Linked DNA regions of Zea mays: region 1 is linked to region 2. Evidence: chromatin contacts called from public Hi-C data. All regions are on one chromosome and are shown on one strand. The core of a region is the stretch at or near the end of the contact, and the rest is flanking DNA. Distances in the headings are between cores, read along the strand shown.

Evidence for each region. A called contact is a pair of places that touch in the nucleus more often than the background predicts.
Region 1: a Hi-C map of tassel shows a contact between it and region 2, with 2.6 times the contacts expected there. The contact joins the promoter of LOC100382366 here to the enhancer-like site in region 2. A contact is called at or near these places in 2 of 25 Hi-C or Micro-C datasets (ear and tassel).

What each region holds. Positions count from the first base shown.
Region 1 is chr1:268,597,558-268,601,693 of Zm-B73-REFERENCE-NAM-5.0, forward strand. It overlaps LOC100382366, which reads left to right and starts at 2,575. Exons shown (of 4, transcript NM_001175111.1): 1 at 2,575-3,299; 2 at 3,392-3,591. The coding sequence starts at 2,627. It overlaps LOC103645541 (phytoene synthase 3, chloroplastic-like), which reads right to left and starts at 1,494. Exons shown (of 2, transcript XM_008668577.2): 1 at 1,438-1,494; 2 at 1,148-1,374. The coding sequence starts at 1,494. The coding sequence ends at 1,177.
Region 2 is chr1:268,311,235-268,315,243 of Zm-B73-REFERENCE-NAM-5.0, forward strand. It overlaps a transcript of LOC100193597 not described here. Among protein-coding and RNA genes, the nearest start is that of LOC100193597, 11 kb to the right of the region's middle. Within about 2 kb of position 2,582, at least 16 of the 20 cell types and tissues checked have an H3K27ac peak or open chromatin away from gene starts, as enhancers often do. A contact at or near this core is called in ear and tassel, where this site is marked.

The sequences.
Region 1 (4,136 bases), core at 1,325-3,824, 290 kb after region 2:
TTTGTCTGCCTCAACCAGTAGCAATAACACGAGGAATAAACCACGTGGGTGCAAATACATCCAAACAGACATGTCGCATGACACAAGCAAATAGAGAATCCAAGCAACCTATGATTTTCTCAGACTATCTTGTAAATAGTCCTCCTTCCTAAGCAATAATACCTAATTGTTCACTCACAGAATATAGAAAGAGATAAGCAGCATACCCACGCAAATCAGGCTGTCTAATGGGTTCGTCTAAAGGATCAAAAATCAATATGCGCTTTTCTGCCTCTCCATTTAGCCGTTTGATCTCATCCTCAGCTTCTGCAATGATGAACCTTTATTAGTGCATTACTTAATGAAGATCAATGAATAAGTGTAAATGATAATTTTTGTTTTATAATCAGAGAGGACAAATAGAAATTAACAAATGTTCTGTGCATTGAACAAAAAAGTAGCAATAAAAAATTGAGCAAAAATTGTCCAGACAGGTATTTTGAGGTTAAAATCCCCTCACGAAATCCAGCAGCCTGAACTCCTGCAAGCACTTTTGATGTGTTTGGTTTGTGGAGTGATGCACAAGCTGAGCAGGTCGGAGATGGACTCCTCCTCTTTTTTCTCATACTTGAGCCATGCCCCAAAGATGAGCTTCTCGTGTATGGTGCTCACATTCTCCTACACATGCTGGAGGATCCTCCGAACAGCTTGGCCTCGCCGAGGCCACGGAAGACCTAGAACTATAGGAGGTACAGGGAGGCCTTGTCGTCAGGAGGGCGGCACTCTAGCTCCTTGTGTATCTGAGCCAGTATGCTGACATAGTCCGCGGGCTTGAAGTGCGAAAGCACAGCCGGCTCTGACATCTTCATCAAGGACTCTCTGCGACACAAACAAAACAGGATGAACATCTCAATCGGCCAACTTTGCACAGCCAAATCAACACCAGTGCCTAAAAGACTGAGTCTTGCGTGACACAATTGAAGCATAAACGAATGAGCATATGTTGACATATCAAGCCAGAAACAAGTGAAGGACTAAGAGCTTACATGGAGGAGCCGCCAGCAGCATGGCCAGAGAACTTGGAGAGCTTCTCCCACACAGGCTAGAGGATCCTCCAAACAGCTTGGCCAGAAATTTGTACATCATATCGATCATTCATTGCTTCTGTTATGTACCGACAGTGAGAGAGAGACCGGTCTATGTTAGGGTGGAATAGCGTCTCCGGCTCTCAGCCTGAGAAGAGGAGGAGGGCACCACCAGTGATCTCAGGTACGCCTTGGGCAGCGCCATCAACTTCTTCGTCTTAGGAACGTAGGCCCTCCGGGTGAAGTTGTCGTAGTCGTTGGCCTCGATCTCGTCGAGGATCTGCCGGTACAGGAGCAGAGAAGACCACACCTGTAACAGCAACAGTCACTCATCTGACCGGGTTCTGAAAACGGCTAGCGTTGTGTGTCTCACCGGCCATCGGCTCTCCTGGTTGAGCTCGGTGGCGCCTTCCTCTCGAGGGGCAGCCATGAGTGGGGCGTGGTGTGGAGCTTGGTCTCCTTGTAGGCCGACTCGGAGAAGAACAACTTCCTCGTGGCACATACCACGGTGGGGGTCCAGATCAGGACTTCACCTTCACTTGTTCCTCTTGAATCCACTCAAATCATCGCCATCCAGGGCCCCCAAATCACCCCGAATTCACAAGGAAACGCCGGGAATCAAACCCCCGCGCCAGCCACGGGTAACAGAGGAGTAAGCTGCGTCGGCTGGTATTTGGGGGGAGCGGGGCGGCAGTCGCGGATCCGAGGACAGGCACAGTGAGCGGAGGACATGAAGGTGGTGTCTCCGGAGCGAGCATGGTGGAGTCCTCGTTCCTCGGAGTTGAGGTGGGCAACCAGACCTGCGGCGACAGAGTCTGGTGAGGAGGAGGGGAGCGCACTGGCCCCAGAGGACAGGCACGAAGAGCGGGGCGCGCACGACGCGTGGGTAGTCCGCCATGGTCGTCGATGGAAGGGCACGGTGGGCGAGGATTTCGGCGTGGCGCAGGGGCGACGAAGATGCAAGGAGGATGCGCGGCGCTTCGGTAGCGATCTCATCGTTGGAAGGGCGGTTAGGGCGACGAAGACCGGGGCGTGCGCGGCGTGGTGGCGGTGGGAGAGGTTTTCGGCGCGGCGCAGTGGATGATTTCGGGGCGGGCGAGCCTGGGGCGGCAGCCGGAATCGGGGGAGGAGAGGGGAGGTCGGGGGCGACGGTTTCCAGGCGAGGCGAGAGGGTTTCGGGGCGCGATCTAGAGCGGGACCGGTGTGCGGGATCAGGGAGCGAGACTGAAACGTAGGATCGGACGGCTGGGATTACAGAATGGTAGAACGGATGGTTGAGATCGTAGAACGGCAGAACATCAGACTACATTTACTGTCTTAATAAATAGTATAGATATAGATTCAGTGACCGGATATTTAAAAGTATTAATTTATACTATTTAAAATTGAATAGTTAGGGCCTGTAGATCCCTCAAATCCCTAACCGACCCGCGACCCCGACCCGATTGCCGTACCTCCTTCCGTGTGGCATATAAATCCGACGCGCCGACGCCTCGATTCCTCGCCTCCCCGAGAGCCCCCGTTTCTGTCACAAATCGCCACTAAAACCCTAGCCTTCCGCCATGGCCACCTCCCCTGCCGCCTCGTCCTCCTCCGCTCCGACCGCCTCCGCGGTGGCTGCGGCTACGATGGCTGTTGAGGCCACCGACGGGCCGGTGCTCAGCGTAGTATCGAAGCGTCTCCGCGCACTGCGGAAGAAGTACAACCGAATCACGCAGATGGAGGAGTCGCTCGCCGCCGGCAAGACGCTCAACCGAGAGCAGGAGGAGGTTCTCCGCTCCAAGCCCGTCGTCGCCGCTCTGATCGACGAGCTCGAGCGCCTCCGCCCTCCGCTCGCCTCCGCCCTCGCGGAGGAGCTCTCCTCCCGCCCCGCCCCCGCCCCCTCCGCCGCTTCCTCCTCCGACTCAGATTCGTCAGTCCAGGACTTGCTTGCGCTCGTCTACTTCGGCTCCCTCTTTGACGTCAAGCAGCAAAGCGACTTCGTCTCTTTGGTTTACACGCGCGAACTCGAGCGGAGCAGCTGCCTCACTTATGACTACGTCGGGGATGATCCGGAGGACAGTCTCGCGGAGACCGATCTGAACGCGGTTTCTGCCCTTGCCTCCCTCGCCGCGTTGCGCCCTCCTGCTGCAGCCGGAGTCTCGCACCGTGACGCCCTTCAGGCTTGTGCTCATCACGCCCGCCTCTGGCTCTGCCGTGCGGATGAACCCATCCATCCTGACTCCACCATCACATGTGGGTATTTCTACAGGGCGTGCGCTTGATTTTGTTTTGAGATGGTATGGTAGTGTGACATAAACTTAATCTGCATTTCCTTTTGGCTGTAGATGCTGGGGTGAGGGCAAAGCTGGATAGGATCATGGCATCGGGCTACTTCACAGCGCAGCTAGAAATGAGGACACCATTGGATCTGGCTGCTGCAGTGGCAAGTTTTGGAGCTGGAGGTGTGCAGGTGCAAGAGAGCATGGTTGTGTCACCTCAGGCACCGGAAGCAGTGGAGGAGAGCCAGGCTGTTGAAGGACACAAGGTGAAATCATACTTTTATTTTGCTTTCGTCAATGTTTGGCTGGCTTTCGTAATATTTGGGTTTAGGTTATCAAAACATCACATGAATATACTACCTCAATTCCAAATTATAAGACCTTTTACCTTTCCTTGTTACATAGCTTTTACTATGCACTTACATATACAATATGTCTAGATACAAAGTAAACAAAGTCAAACATCTCATAATTTGGAATGAAGGGAGTACATCTCTGTGCTCTTTTCCAAACGATTTGTTACTTTGATGTTTTGGAAATAGTAATGCGTTGAATGGAAAATTAGTTTGTGTGCTTGTCTCATTTGTTCTTTTTTTGTGTGCTGAGTAAGAAATGATTTCAGAATCAAACAATATCATGGTTATTAAAGCGGTAAAACGATAAAACGTTAGGAACCACCATTTCAACATTTAAACGCTGAAATGTCTTTTCAGACTTGACGTAAAACGACACGGTAGAATATGTTCATACTCATAAGTTGAGTATTTAAACAAATAACATAAAAAGGAAACAGATCAAGTTCAACCACACA
Region 2 (4,009 bases), core at 1,332-3,831:
AGGCTGACCCTCTCTGGTTCTGCCTTTCCTATCTCCGACAAATGCACTCAACACTTTTGGCAAAACCATCCACGCCTGGTCTCCTCTAGCTCTTCCCCGTCTCTTGCTCCAATCGCGCAGCGCTCCGCATGCCACGACCTCTAGCCACCTCCCGCCCCCCGAGCCTGCCTCCCGACGCGATTCATGGTCGCACACACCCGATGCCCCGCCCCCGAGCCTGCCTCCCGATGCCATCTCCCTCGCGTGTCAACCTGACACGCAGAATTCGGTTGATAACATCACTAAACAATGACCTATGCATACACAAGTGTGACCCATCAGTTGATAACATCACTAAACAATGATCTATGCGTGTACAAATGTCACCCGTTGCAACGCACGGGCATATACCTAGTTTATTAAAAAGAAAGGTCACTAGAACCATGAAACCCTTTCTAAAGAAGAGACAATATCTTTGTGACTCGAAACACATGAAACTACTCGGAACATTAGGGACTCTGGCTTTTCTTCAGATCATGTATATGTTTAGGCCTTGTTTGGTAGCATGGGAATCAAAGAGAAATTCCATTCTATTGATCCATTTTTATAAGAGATTTAATCTTCTCCAATCTCATCTAGTCGACTCTAACCGAACAGGCCATAACATTGGCGCACATATCTCTTTCCCTTATCAGTGGTGACCCTCCTCCCCTCCGGTGGTGGCATGGCCTGCCTTGAGAGGAAGGTGCACCTCTGCAACGGCACAACACCTAGCCCACGAGGCCATATGTCAGTCCCCTTTAGAATTTTGTCGTAGCAAGCTTTTAGACAAGGTAACACATAAACTCATGTGACTCAGAAGAACACAATCATGTTTTGGTGATGTAAAGCTTGCCAACTATTTTAGGATCTATTCCTTTGCTTAATAGGAGATTACATGGAAATTAAATTGTAGTCCTACAATCAAACACGTAAAGGTTGATTTCCTAACATGAGTACCATACCAAACTAAGCAACAAAGTTAGCAATCATGATAAAACATGTAAAGGCTATTTTTCTCATATGAGTAACATACTAAACTAGCATCCAATGTTTTAGGGTGTTTGGTTTGAGGAATGGGTTGGTCTATTATCTTCTCACTCCTCATTTTTTTTGTTTGGTTTGTGAAATGGAATGAGTTGATCCATCACCACCTCATTCCTCATAATTAGTTAGTTAGTACTAATACGAGGAATTGGGTCATCACACCAAATTTAAGGAATGGACCTATGATGCACCACCTCATTTTGGATGGAGCGATTCCTCAAACCAAACACCCACTTTATTTCCAACAACAACCATCTTTGTTGTGCGCATCGTCATCACTACGCGAGAGCTCATGGACACATCACCGCCACCGTTATCATGCGCAAGGTCGAGGTGCGTCACCCATGCCTCCGACGCAATGCACGACACCAGGGATCGATATGCCACTCATGTCATCGTTGTATGCCCATGGCATTGCCACCATCGTTCCACACGTGGTCGTGCTTAAAGAAACCAGAAGGGAGAGAGGTGAAGCTAGGGATTTAATGAGATATATGTTTATATAGTGAATCCAACTAATGAAATCTATCTTAGGCCATCCAACAACTAAAACCAATTGTATCACGTCATGTCGGTCCATTAATCGTGTTGTGCTTGTGTCAACACTGCAGGTCGAACCTCAGGCATGGCTCTAGACCATGTCCATGTCAGCATTGACACTATAGACCGTAGGCCCATTGTCGCTCTGACGAGCTTGGCCCATTTAACCATCTATAATGATTAATAGAATCATGGTAAAAAAAAACTTAGATGTTTACGAGCATAAGCCCATAACCAAAATACCAGTCTACACTTAGCCCATTAGGCCAGAAACCATTATTAAGGAACCGCAATCGGTGAAACCATTTCTTGTACTTACACAACTTCAGCGTTCATGGTCACTTCTGTCAAGCCAGCAGGCACTGTAAGAACATACTATCCACCGCACCATGATGTGGACAACTCGCAAGAGATAATAAGGATTAAAGAATACTCCTGCAATGTATTCACCGCGTCCTAAAATAAATGCCGTTATGGTATTTATATTGGTCATTTTAATATTTAACTAGATTTATAAAAATGTTAGTACTGTTTTTATATAAAAATAAATTTATTGTATAAATAGATTTAATGACCTATCTATTATTAATATTAATATTTTTATATATTTGGTAAAAAAAATAAAACATTTGACTTCGCTGATAAACGACAGTGCGTTTTGGGACGGCGGAGCACACGGTAACACGAGAAGGGAGAGCCAGAAAATTTTTAGGATAGACTGAACTAAACCAATTTAGTATAAAAGCTTTTATATTATATTGTGTACATTTCAAAATTTAGGATAGGTTACAAACTTACCGTAGAAGTTTATGTGTTTGAAAGCTGTAGGGCAGTAGGGGGCTCGGGGCGCCCCACCGCTGCCTCCCTCCTGCACAGAAAAAGAAAACAAAAGCAGCCTTGCCTCTGGCGTTAGTGAGCACGCACCGCCACAGCGAGTACTAGTAGGATTGTACCGCAGCAGTTGTACTAGAAAAGGATTTGGCATGCGCGGGCTGGTCCCTGGGCCCTGCCTCGTCCTCGCTCCGATCACTTCGCTATGGTTGGCAACTTGCCATGGCGTCGAGCATCTTCCCAACTTCTTGGGTGCTGTTGTCAAAGTACAATTCGGAGCATACAAGCTTTAATTATTCTCTTAGCTAGTGCATGTTGCAGTCGACAAGGGGACGATTTAGAACCGAGATTCTTTCACCAAATCTTCCGGTAACACATACATGTCCAAGCAGGTTAGTTTAAGTCGTTTCTTCACTGGCAATATCTATACAAATGTATTATCTTAAATGACAATAATCATATATTTTATAAAGTTTCATAGTGAATCTAGTAAATATTGACCTTGTGCCGTATCTACATAAAAATTCAAAGAACAATTGTCAAAACTTAAATTTATTTTTTTCTATGGGTCAGGACATGGTTGCAGGCTGACAGACCCAGAGTCTTTTGGAAGCCCTGACAGTTTAGTGGGCCAAACAAACAACTGAGTAAATATAATCTTCTCTATGACTCTATATATGACAGACAAGTTGCATTGGTTTCCTTTCCACTTAGAGCCACCGACATGAGTTCCCTTCTCCTTCCCACTAGAGCCTCGCTTTAATTTGGAATGACGCACAGTTTACCCAGATTCCTGCTGCATAAATCGAACTAATTAAGTTCTAATCTCCTTCCTACGAAACATAATTCCTTTTCCCTGTCGAATAATCAGAGTCCCTTCCCTTATCGAATAGTCTGCAAAGCAAGTGGATCCCAGGAGCTTCTGCAGATGATAAAGCCCGACATCCACATGGGCAACTCTCTCTGAGTCTAAAATCCCTCCCCAATAAATAAAGCGAAATATTCCCTCAAATTCTCTGGACGACCAGCATACAGCTCATTGTATGCATTGCGCGTATGCAGCTGCGACAGAGGCCGCAACAACTCAGCTTTCTTTACGCGATCCGATTGCTACTTCCCAAAGAGAAGCCGAGAGAGTAAACACTCACCAGCCTGGCAGTGCTTAATTCAGCTGAGTGATGCACCAATCAGTGGCCACCCAATGCTATTATATATAGATGATCACAGATCTATCAACACCACCAAACCCAATCCCTTTCCAGCACACTGCAAAACACCAAAAGGACCGAAAGCAATGGCATGCGTTGCAGGAACACCAAACCTGCGTGATTCAGAGTCAGAAAGGCAATTGTATGAGTCCATGGGCATTGGCATTGACAGGGCAAAGATACCTACACAGTTTCACGAGAAAACATGCACCGTCGCGCGCTGGCCACTGGACACGACAACAACAACTTGCCTATATTGGCATAGGCAGAGTGATAATGTTGGTTAAGATAACGAGTGCTATACGCATGAAAACTTCTTTCATAAATAAAGGCCTACATCTACATATAGAGACATGAATAATGAA